Linked DNA regions of Sus scrofa: region 2 is linked to region 1. Evidence: chromatin contacts called from public HiChIP or PLAC-seq data. All regions are on one chromosome and are shown on one strand. The core of a region is the stretch at or near the end of the contact, and the rest is flanking DNA. Distances in the headings are between cores, read along the strand shown. Region 1 overlaps VGLL4 (transcription cofactor vestigial-like protein 4). Region 2 overlaps VGLL4 (transcription cofactor vestigial-like protein 4).

Region 1 (5,879 bases), core at 2,311-4,810:
CTCATGATAGATCCAAAGCCGTTTAAAGAGGAAAGTGGAATGGCTGCTCAGCCTGTGAAGAGATCCTTTGTTGCACCTGTGCCAGATGTGTGAGAGGGCACAGCTGGCAGGATGTTGACGATGGAGATCTCAGTGGGCAGTTCCTTTCCTTCTGGAGAAGCACTTGTGTGGCACCTGGGTGCAAGGGTTGTTTATAATTAGAAAAACCCAAGATGGCCACATGCCTGTCAGGGCAGCCATGGATCCTGAATTTCTGAGTTCCTGGGAAGGGGGACCCCATAGGGCCGGTAGAGAATGTGAGTACACCAGGTGTCTGGGCCAGAAGTGCCACGGAGAAAAGCATGCAATGGGCATGTGAAATGTGCCGTGTGGGGCTCACAGGTGTGTTCCTGCGTGGGCCAAGGACACGGCATGGATGGGAGGAGTCTCCAACAGGCCAGCGGTGCATGTAATGCTGAAAGGGCCAGGTGGGAGGTGAAAGAGAAGCGTCCACTGTGTCTGCCATGTTCTGCCACTTGGATCACTTGCCAGTATTTCCTTAAGGAGGGAAGGAAATATCTGAAGCAAATAGGATGGTGAGGTTTCATCTGTCGGTTCTGGGTATGTGGGTCTCTGTACTTTTCTCCACATCTCTCTGTCTTGGAAAGGTGCAAAGGAGAGGTTTTGGAGCCAGGCATATATAAACTAGAACCCTTGTACCGTGCGTGTTTTGCGACCTTAAGGCAGGTTATTGAACCTCCCTGAACCTCAGTTTTCTCATCTGTGCAGTGTGGATTTTGATGTTTATTTTGCAATGTTGTGGTGGATCCAGTAGGAGGATAGGTTTGCATTCAGTATATGATAGTCTATGATAATAAAGATAATCAAGGTTAAACTGTTTATTCAGAGGGGCTCCCTGCCTTGTAACACCCTTTCCTTTGGGGTCTCTGAGGCTACCAATGAGTCTCCCAGATGGTCATGTGACATACCCAGTGAGGAGGGTGTCACTTATTTCCAGATGGTGGATTTTGAAATCTGAACTTGCAGGAAGGGGAATGCTAAGTTAAGGGTGGGGGCCAGGGTGGAGGTGGGCAGTGATGTAGTTTGCCAACTGTGGGGTTCTTCTGCTCAGGTTGGGTCCCTTGAACCTTTGATGTGGTCGGGCTGTGACTTTTTTCTTAATGATGAAGTGACATTAAGCAGTGACAGTTGTCACATACAATACAACCTTCCTCAAGGCAAAGGCCCAGGTCACTGCTGAGCAGGATGTCCTTGGTGTGGCTGCACAGAATCCGCAGGTCGTCCTATGTCTTTGGGATGCTCTGAAGGCCAGTCTTTGTCAGCTTTTTCCTGCCCATGAGACACAGCTCACCATTTTGTACTCAGGAGGGTGTCTGGGCCTGACCTCCCACCACCTCCCCAAGCCACCACCTGCCTTCTGCTCAGCGGTGCCCTCCCCCACCCCGCTTCCCGTATAAAATTGGTACTGAGCAGAGTGACGCACTGGACCAGGATGTCTCAGAGACACACCCAGACCCCCTCCTGCTTGGTTGGGAAGCAGTGGGTTCTGCTCACAAGGAGAAAGGAGGAGGTGAGACGTGAAGTCTGGATGACCTGGGGGACAGGTCGAAGTTGGGGGAGGAAAACCAATGGGGAAGGAAAAAGGAGAGACCGTTTCACTGCTGTGTGTGCCTGCTGTTTAAATGCTCCCTAAATTCTCCTTTCTCAGAAAAAAGTCTTTCCTGCTGGGAGTTTCCCCTGTGATTTCCTTAATGCCCCTTCCTTTACCACAGACGCTGGTAACTGGACTCACACAGGATGCGTGCCCTGAATAGTTCACTTCCTCAGTGAATGAAGGGCTGTTCAGGCATCTGTGCTCAGCCCTGCGCCGCACACTGGGGAGGGGCGGGGCGTGAAGGGCAGGGCGCCGACATCCAGTCACCCTGGGAACAGCCACACATAACAGCGGCCTGGGGGGTACCTCAGGGGGCCTGTCCCCTCATGCTACGAGGGTCCCCAGTGTGTCCTCCAGCCCTGCAGTTTCAGGGGTCAGGGAATGCCTCCTGAAGCTTGGGGTGGAGGCGGAACACCTGGTGGACGTCCTGCCTACATCAGGCTGAGCGCTTATTTTCCCCACCCCGGTCTTCTTTTCTGAAAAACTGAGATAGTGCCATCTACTTGATCCACATCATAAACCCCGCAACTCAGCAAGTAATGGTGGTGGGGAGACACTTTTTGTTCTTTATTTTTTTTATTATTTTTATTTTCTTTATTAAAAAAAATTTTTTTTTACAGCCACACCCATGGCATATGGAAGTTCCTGGGCAAGGGGTCTAATCAGAGCTGCAGCTGAGGTCTATGCCATAGCAATGTAGGATCCGAGCAGCATCTGTGACCTACACTGCAGCTTACAGCTCTGTGGGGTCCTTAATCTGCTGAGCAAGGCCAGGGATCAAATCCACGTCCTCATGACACTGTGTTGGGTTCTTAACCCGCTGAGACACAACAGTAACTCTTTAATTTTTAAAATTATTATTTTAAAATTTTATTTTAATTTAATTTAATTTTTTATTTTTTGGTCTTTTTGTCTTTCTAGACCCACACCCATGGCATTTGGAGGTTCCCAAGCTAGGGGTCCAGTCAGAGCTGTAGTCACCAGCCTATGCCACAGCCATGGCAACACTGGATCCTTAACCCACTGAGAGAGGCCAGGGATCGATCTTGTGTCCTCATGGATGCTAGTCGAGTTCACTAACTGCTGAGCCACAACAGGAACTCTGATTGTTACTTAATTGTGATACATACATAGTGCCATTTTAGGCATTGTTAAGTGTAAGGTCCGGTAGCATTAAGTCTCTTCTCTGAGGAAGCTTTAAAAATTAAAGATGCTTTAACAATTTGATTATTACTAGTTGGGCTGTGAAGGTTTAGTACCGGCCCACAGGTTCACAGAGGGTGGATGTTCTGTGAGGGATGAAGGGCAGAGGGAAGGGGGTTGAGTTGGAGACAGGCCCTGTCCTGCGACCCTCATGGGCTCTGCTCCCTCCTGGCCTCGCCCTGTTCCCAGTTTCTTCCTGCTTTGAACTCCATCTAAACTCCACCCCTGTGCATAGTGGGTGTTGCCACAGTGTCAGTCCACTCCTGCCAAGAATGTCCTGCACCCCACGCAGTCATCCTGTCACCTCAGGCATGTTTAGTTGTTACCAGAGCCTGGGCCCCAGGGTGGGGAAGCCAGGGGGCAAGGGCTGGACTGGGCCTTGTCTTACCTGGGCCGAAGGGTCTGCAGCATGGGGACCCCCAGGGCCCCAGAGCATATCCTCCAAAGGATTGACGGAAGTGCCTTAGATCCACTTCCCCTCCCTTGTCCTAAGAGTTCAGACTCAGGTTGGTTTGGTTAATTAATGGCCGGATGAGGAAGGGTCCCCGGGATGAGGATGGGTCGGCAGTGAAGGAATTCAGTTCAGGCCCGAGAACGTCAAGAAAGACTTTCCTGGGGGTTTCCTTCAGCTCTGAGCTCCAGTAGGTCAAAGGGCAGAGCGTCTCATGTGAATGAGTTCAAGAGGCTGTGGTGCACTTTTCTCACGTGATGGACTCCTCACACTTTCGTTGCCCGGAGTCGAGTGAACCTCCCCCAGCTTCACACCTCACGGGGTGGAGTGGCAGCACGTGGCATCCATTTCTCCAGAGCACTTTGTCCTGCAGGAAAGCATCACCTTTTTACTTTGTGGCCCCTTCCCTGTTCACCTTCCTGAAACGGTTGGCTGAGGGGATCCCCTCCCCAGGACAGGAAAGGGTCCCTGGGACTTGGAACAGTCCCCGAGCCCTGGTCACTGGCGGGTTCTCAGCATCTGGCTGCCCCTGAGCCCTTTGGGCTCCAAAGGGGCTGCACTTGGCTCCTCACGAGCAGACTCCCACTCTGAGAACGGAGGCGACGTTGGGGCCTCTCGGGCAGGAAGAGTGTGGTTTGGGTCCATGAGCACGACGCCCGGGAAGCAAGGAGGCTGGGCTATGATTCACCGGGGGTGGAAAACAGTGTCTGTCTTGAAGCTCCAGCAAGTGAGCTGGAAATGTGAGTCATGTATAATTTTACTAAAATTAACCAGCGGGCTCTTCAGACGTTTGCTGTGTGTTTCAGTGTCTTTTCTGCTGCGCGATGCCCACCGTGTCCTGCCTGTGGTGGCCTGCTCCCCCGAGTCCCGTCCTCAGGGCCACTGGGTGTGGCTGTGAGCACAGGTGACACACCTCCGGCGCTGACTCTGCCATGCTTCCGTCGCCACGTGGGAGCCTGATGCCCCAGCCCCGGCCTTCCTGTCCTCCCCAGATCACGGGTCTAGGAGAAAGCAGTGCCATGTGTTCCTCCCTGGGACCCGCGGGATGGGCTGGGTGGACACTGGGTGAATATCGTGGAGTCGGGACTGGGCGGAGGTAGACTGACAACAAAGCTCGCACCTCTGTCCCTAAGCCTGCTTGGGCCCCAAAACCTCACTTTTTGGGGGAGGGAGGGGAGACTGTGTCAGGGAAGCACAATTTACATAGTTTGTCATACATTGCATTTTATTTTACTCCAATTTAGAAAGAAAGCTGATACTGAAAGTGAGTCTGTAACGGTGGGGTCTTTCACACTCTGAGAATTCAGATACTTAGTCATAAACATCCGTCCGGTAAACGCCAGGCCCTCTCCCATAGGCCTGAAACCCCTCAGGCGGGCATGGCACTTCTGTGAGGTTCTGCGGGAAATCGGCGCTCGAGATCACAGCCGCGGAGACTCTGCCGTCAAGGCCTGTGACGCCTTCTGAATCATCATGGGAAGGCCTGTGGCTTGTGTGGAGTGCTTCTTCTGGACTCTGACCAGAACCCGCTCCATGGTGGTCCCAGTGGCTGGCCGTGTACCATGTAATTGCCTCCAAGTCCTCCTGCAGAGCAGACCGGAGAGTAAAGGGAAGAAATGCTGTGCCTTTGCAGTTAGTTCCTCTGTAGCTGATGAACTATGTTTGCGGCAGATTTGGTTCCGCTAATGCTCACAGATCCCCTGCCCTGTACCAGTGCAGTCCTTTATGTTTGTATAATGGCCCCTCCCCACTGAGACCCTCCGAGGCAGCTCTTTTGACCAGGACACCCCCGTCTGTGGCCTCTAAGAGCCGCTGAGGCTTGCGAGGGCCTCACCCCCAAGCCCCTGCCACCTGACAGGCACGTGCTCCATCTGCAGGGTGGCTCCTCTGGGGAGGGGTGGTTATGGGGTCTTCCCAGTGCTGTTGGGGAGACCTCATGCGCTGAGGCTGGTGAGGCCTGGAGCAGGAGCCGGCGTGTGGGAGGCATCGGCTGCTTTGGCATCATCACCGCCTTCATCCTTGGTAATGGCAGGTTCTTGTCAAACCAAGCCAGCCTCAAGCACACAGGTGAGGTCTCAGGGCTGTTAGCCAGGGAGTTGTAGAAGCACTCTGATGGGCCGCTGCCTTCGTCTGGATGGCCCCCTGGAGCCGATTCGGGCCTGGGAAGGTTCTTCACCCAGCGCCAACCTGGGCGAGCATCCTGGCTCTTCAATACCAACTAGCTGTTTGACCCACACCTCAGAAAACGGGGCGATAGTGGTGTGGGACTTCTCCACAGCAAGGTGGGGGGCGATGGGATGGGTGAGAGCGCCTGGCTGTGGTCGAAGGCCCCTTCGCCCATGGAAGCTTCAGGTTCCCACCTGAGCGCTCACTCCTCTTTTCAGGAGCAAGACTGCCAATGGAGACTGCCGGAAAGACCCCCGGGAGCGGAGCCGCAGCCCCATCGAGCGCGCCGCGGCCCCCACCATGAGCCTGCACGGCAGCCACCTGTACACGTCCCTCCCCAGCCTCAGCATGGAGCAGCCCCTCGCACTGACCAAGAACAGCCTAGACACCAGCAGGCCAGCCGGC
Region 2 (6,049 bases), core at 3,109-5,608, 89 kb before region 1:
TGTGTTTTTATGGCTGTTTGCTTGATAGGTGAGGGTATAATCATTTTTCTTCAAATAAAATACTGACATGGTCACACACTTTTTTCTCTGATCTGTGGAGACATGACCCAAGAGAAATCTAGTCCTTTTAAAAGAATTGCAAATATTGGAGGAAAAATATATGAAGTTGGAATTGTCTTGGGAAATTGGGATAGATGGTTACTAGTTATTAATGTTTATTAGTTTCATATACAGTGCTGGACTGATGTAATTGATCTTCCTAGTGATGACCTACGTCAAGCATCCTGTCTGTGGTCACAGGAAGCTGAGTTCCCTTGTATAGTTGAGGTTCTACATGTGCTTGGGTCTGAGTGCTTATTAAAATATTTGTTCTGTGATTGTCTTCCAAGTAATTGAAAATTGTTTATGTTTGGTAACTTTCAGTTAACCAGAGCATTTCATTAATACTCTTGTTTCTCCCAAATTTCAAATAAATAGGAGTTTACTACAATTGCTTATAATATTTTTTTTTGTCTTTTTGCCTTTTCTTGAAGCCACTCCTTCAAATAAATAGTTTACTGCAATTGCTTCTAATATATGTATATATATTTTTTATTTCGTCTTTTTGCCTTTTCTTGAGCCTCCTCCTCTGGCATATGTAGGTTCCCAGGCTAAGGGTCGAATCGGAGCTGTAGCCACCAGCCTATGCCAGAGCCACAGCAACACGGGATCCGAGCCGCGACTGCGACCTACACCACAGCTCATGGCAACGCCGGATCCTTAACCCACTGAGCGAGGCCAGGGATCGAACCCGCTATCTCATGGTTCCTAGTTGGATTTGTTAACCACTGAGCCACGATGGGAACTCCTGGACTCTATTTCTAAACATGGTTCTACCATAGATGTCCTTGGAAAAATTCCGTAAGCAAACAGAATCTCAATTGTCAGGTAATTTACTCTACGATGCATATGAATTCTCTGTTCAGACAGGTCCTACCAGTTCTAATTTTTCTCAAATACACTTTGAAACTTCCCTAGTAAGTAGTCTCAGTGCTCTTTGGTTTGTTTTTGCTTTGTTGTGGTTTATTTCATTTGCTCCAGGGAGCAAGGGACAAAGTAGTCTGAAGGAGAGAATGAAGGGAGTGTGATCTTAAAAGCAAGAAGTAGAGAGTAAAGAATCCATGGTATGGAAGGGTTAGATCTCTGGAGGCAATCATCCCATCCTAATGGCCAGTTCTCTCCTGAAATATTGTGTTCAGTTGAGTACTGTTTTAAAAGAATATCAATAACAAACTAAATTTGCACGAAGGAGGTTGAACAGAGTGATGTGAGGTTAAAACTGAAATACTTTTTCTTTTTCTGAGGGAAGAAGACTAAAGGTGACACAGATTGTTGGCTTCTAAATGACAGATCTCATTTTAAAGGAAGGATTAAGCTTATGGGTGTTGCTCCAGTGGACCCCACTAGGATCTATCCCAGAAGTTGTAGGAGTTGATTTCAGCTCCCTGGAAATAAAAAATGTCTAACGTGAGGAGTGGTCCAGCACTGGGTAACAGGCTCCCAGGAGAGAGATTAAGTCCCTGCCCAGAGCTGGAGCTGAGTGGGGCCACCATCCATGGGTCTTCTTTCTTTTTTTTTTTTTTTTTTTTTTTTGTCTTTTTGCTATTTCTTGGGCCGCTCCTGCAGCATATGGAGGTTCCCATGCTAGGGGTCCAATCATAGCTGTAGCCACCGGCCTACGCCACAGCCACAGCAACTCAGGATCCGAGCCGAGTCTGCAACCTACACCACAGCTCACGGCAATGCCGGATTGTTAACCCACTGAGCAAGGGCAGGGATCGAACCTGCAACCTCATGGTTCCTAGTCGGATTCATTAACCACTGCGCCACGACGGGAACTCCCTGTACAGTGGTTTCTTGAACTCTGGTGAGGAGGTGAGTTTTTTTTTTTTTTTTTTTTCATTTTAAAAAATTTTATTGATGTTTAATTGATTTGCAATGTTGTGATCTTTCCACTGTACAGCAGAGTGATTCAGTTATACATATACACACATCCATTCTTTTTTCAGATTCTTTTCACATACAGGTTATCACAGAATAGTGGGTAGAGTTCTCTGTGCTATATAGCAGGTCCCCGTTGGCCAGTCATTCCATGTATCTCAGTGCACAGGTGCCAGTCCCAAACCCCCAGTCCATCCCTGCTCCTCCCTCCTTCCCTTTGATAACCACAAATTTTCAAAGTTTGTAAATCTATTTCTCTTGTACAAATAAGTTCATTTGTATCCTTTTCTTTTTTTTTTGAAGATACCACATGTAAGTGGTATCACATGATATTTGTTTTTCACTATCTAATTTCACTTAGTATGATAATATCCAGGTCTATCCATGTTGCTGCAAATGGCATTATTTCTTTCTGTTTTATGGCTGAGTAATATTCCATTGTATAGATGTACCACATCATTTCGATCCATTCTTCTGTCGACAGACATTTAGATTGCTTTGATGTCCTGGCTATTGTAAATAGTGTTGCAGTGAACCTTTGGGTTCATGTTATCTTTTCGAATTATGGTTTTCTCAGGATATATGCCCAGAAGTGGGATTGCTGGATTCTACTCTAGTTCAGTTTTTAGTTTTCTGAGGAGCTGCCATACTGTTTTCCATAGTGGTTGTACCAATTTATATTCCTGCCAGCAGTGTAGGAGGGTGAGACAAGCCCTAGATCCCTTTAAGTTCTGAAATGTTAGAATTTTATACATTGCCTAGTGAAGTGCTCAAATCAAATGCTTCGCCACAAAAGTCTATTTCCTGTCATTTAATTAATTAATTAATTTAATTTTTGTCTTTTTGGAGCCACACCCAGGGCATATGGACGTTTCCAGGCTAGGGGTGGAATCAGAGCTGTAGCTGCCCGCCTATGCCACGGCCATAGCAACATGGGATGTGAGCTGCATTTGTGACCTACGCCACAGTTCACAGCAGTGACAGATCCTTAACCCACAGAGCAGGGCCAGGGATCAAACCTGTGTCTTCATGAATACTAGTTGGGTTTGTGACCACTGAGTCATGATGGGAACTCCCTGTTATTTAGTTTAAAAAATTTAAATGCTTTTCTATTGAAACTTCTGTTGGCTCTGCCGCTGCATTCTGCGATGACACAGTTACTTACTGAGCCTGGGTTGCATCCCAGGGCTGTAAACATTCTTCTCTCTCTCTCTCTCTCTCTCTTTTTTTTTTTTTTTTTTTTTTTGTTGTTGTTGCCTTTTTAGGGCCACACCCAAGGCATATGGAGATTCCCAGGCTAGGGGTCTAATTGGAGCTACAGCTGCTGGCCACAGCAGCACCAGATCCGAGCTGTGTCTGCGACATACACCACAGCTTATGGCAGCGCTGGATCCTTAACCTCCTGAGCGAGGCCAGGGATCAAACCTGCCACTTCATAGTTTCTAGTCAGATTCGTTTCTGCTGCGCCATTGATGGGAACTCCTCCAAAAACGTCTTTTAAATTTTTTTTTTTTTGTCTTTTGTCCTTTTTAGGGCCACTCCCGTGGCATATGGAGGTTCCCAGGCTAGGGGTCTAATTGGAGCTGTTGCTGCCAGCCTACGCCAGAGCCACAGCAACGCCAGATCCAAGCCGTGTCTGCGACCTACACCATAACTCAAGGCAATGCTGGATCCTTAACCCACTGAGCAAGGCCAGGGATGGAACCTGAAACCTCATGGTTCCTAGTCAGATTCGTTTCTGCTGCGCCATGATGGGAACGCCTAAAAAAATTTGAAAAATACATATCTTTATGTGCAGATAAAGATTTACAGAAGAGAATATCTCAGTGTCAGAAATCTATCATTGCATTAATTAGGTAACAATGAAAGTTCACAATGTCTAAAAAGTTGATGGTAAAAAATACTGAGAAGCTGAATATTAAAGATGATTTCTGTAATTGATCCAAATGCTGTATTGATTAGATGATTTTATCACAGCAATGTGTATAGAAACAAAACATATGATAGTGAATGATGTTCTTCAATATATGTTATTGGTGTTTTAAAAATTTTGGTGAGAACAATTAATGTGAAATCATCTACCCTCTTAACAGATTTTAAGTGCACACTACAGTATTATTAAATGTAGGTACAGTACTATACAGCAGAGCTCTAGAACATATTTATCTTGCTAGCTCAAACTTCATCCTGTTGAACAGCAACTCCCGTTGCACCCAGCCCCTCATGACCATCATCCTGCTGTTTCCATGAATCTGACTGTTTAGATTCCTATCTAAGATAATCATGCAGTATTTATCCTGTGACTGGCTTACTTCATTTATCGTAATGTCCTCCAGGCTCACCCATGCCGTTGCATATGGGAGGATTTCTTTCTTTTTAAAGGCTGAGTAATACACCATTTGCATGTATGAGTCACATTTTCTTATTGTAAAGAAATAGAGGGGAACTAACTCAATAAAAAACAGAAACCATTTATGCATTAAGATGATAGTGGAGTTCCCTGTTGTGGCTCAGCAGGTTTTAAGGACCTGATGTTGTCTCTGTGAGGATGCAGGTTCGATTTCTGGCCTCACCCAGTGGGTAAAAGATCCAGTGTTGCTGTAAGCAGTGGTGAAGGTCACAGATGCAACTTGGATCCAGCGTTGCCAAGACTGTGGCACAGGTCACAGCTACAGTTCCAGTTCGACCCCTAGCCTGGAAACTTCCATATGCTGCAGGTACAGCTGTTAAAAAAGAAGAAGAAAAAAAAAAAAAAAAGAAAAGAAAAGAAAAAGAAAAGAAGGGGAAAAAAATGATGGTATTCTGGGTGAGTTTTTACTTTTTATATAGCAAGTTACTCATGTATCTATGTATCTTATAGTTACTGTAGCTGTTAGGGATCCCCCATTCAAGATAAATAACTGGGGAGTACAGGTTCCTAAGTGGAGGACCTCTGAAATAATGTTCAGGAAGTTTTATCCAGTGTGATTCAGTTGCTTTGTGCTCAGGTGTCATTAGTAACCCGTTAAACACAGCCTCAGTTACTCAATCCCAGGTCCCCAGCTCTCTCTGTTCCCAGATACTCTCAGCTACCATTCCCACCAGTTCTGAGGTTAAACTAGACACAGAGTCTTAGACTTGAAAAGGGCACTTTTGGTCCATCTCCTTTATTTAATAGATGAGAATGCTGATCTTTGGAAAGAAGAGGTAATGCTTTTTGAAACTGGTTGGAATTTATACTTGAAGTGGAAGAAGAAATGGCAAATGTATTCTACATTGGGTTCAGCATTGAGAAGTTAAATACATCATATTGCTGCTCTCAGAAATAGTATGTAAAGAAATAATGTGTAGTAATCGAGCTGTCCAAGTTCTTTATCATGTGCAACAACACAATTCCTTTTATCAGGTACTGCTAATTTAATTTTGAAAACTGAAAGTGGAGTTGGATGAATTGGTTGTGACTTTCGCTTCCTTTTTCTTTTGCTTCTTTCTCTCACAACTTATTTTGCATCTTGGACTGATCTTCAAACATTGTTTTTATCATATTACTCCCTCTCTTTCCCCAAAGTGAACCTATGGGACTCTTTACTACAGTGTGTTACTATAGAGTCAAGTTTGATTTCTGTCTGATTTATTCCTGGTCCTCAACCTTTATTTAATATTTAACTGTCTTTTCAGTTATGTTTTCTATTACTTTCTCTCCCTGAAATCTTTTGCTTCAGTAAAGTCATGCTTCATATCATTTTGATCCTGAATACCTTTTCCTCTGCTATTTTGCCTGCTCAGCCTTTAGTTGTTCTCTCTTTAAAATCTCCTAACTACGCTCAGTGACCCCGATAACGCTTCCTTCTGTATTTCTAAAAAAAGCAAAAAAACATGGGTTGGGAACTTGGAGTTAATAGATGCAAACTCTTGCCTTTAAAATGGATAAGCAATGAGATGCTGCTGTGTAGCACTGGGAACTATGTCTAGTCACTTATGATGGAGCGTGAATAATGTGAGAAAAAAGAATCTACACATGTATGTGTAACTGGGTCACCATGCTGTGCAGTAGAAAATTGACAGAACACTGTAAGCCAGCTATAATGAA

The links. HiChIP or PLAC-seq counts read pairs in DNA pulled down with a chosen protein or histone mark.
Region 2: a contact with region 1 is called in an H3K27ac HiChIP or PLAC-seq map of alveolar macrophages. The contact joins two enhancer-like sites. A contact is called at or near these places in 4 of 47 Hi-C or Micro-C datasets (blood, embryonic fibroblasts and mesenchymal stem cells) and 1 of 2 datasets of contacts at active chromatin or transcription factors (alveolar macrophages).

What each region holds. Positions count from the first base shown.
Region 1 is chr13:67,706,297-67,712,175 of Sscrofa11.1, reverse strand. VGLL4 (transcription cofactor vestigial-like protein 4) reads left to right here. Exons shown (of 7, transcript XM_021071114.1): 5 at 5,693-5,879. Among named protein-coding and RNA genes, the nearest start is that of VGLL4, 160 kb to the left of the region's middle. Within about 2 kb of position 3,560, at least 24 of the 83 cell types and tissues checked have an H3K27ac peak or open chromatin away from gene starts, as enhancers often do. A contact at or near this core is called in alveolar macrophages, where this site is marked.
Region 2 is chr13:67,796,335-67,802,383 of Sscrofa11.1, reverse strand. All of the region lies in intron 2 of VGLL4 (transcription cofactor vestigial-like protein 4), which reads left to right. Among named protein-coding and RNA genes, the nearest start is that of VGLL4, 74 kb to the left of the region's middle. Within about 2 kb of position 4,358, at least 3 of the 83 cell types and tissues checked have an H3K27ac peak or open chromatin away from gene starts, as enhancers often do. A contact at or near this core is called in alveolar macrophages, where this site is marked.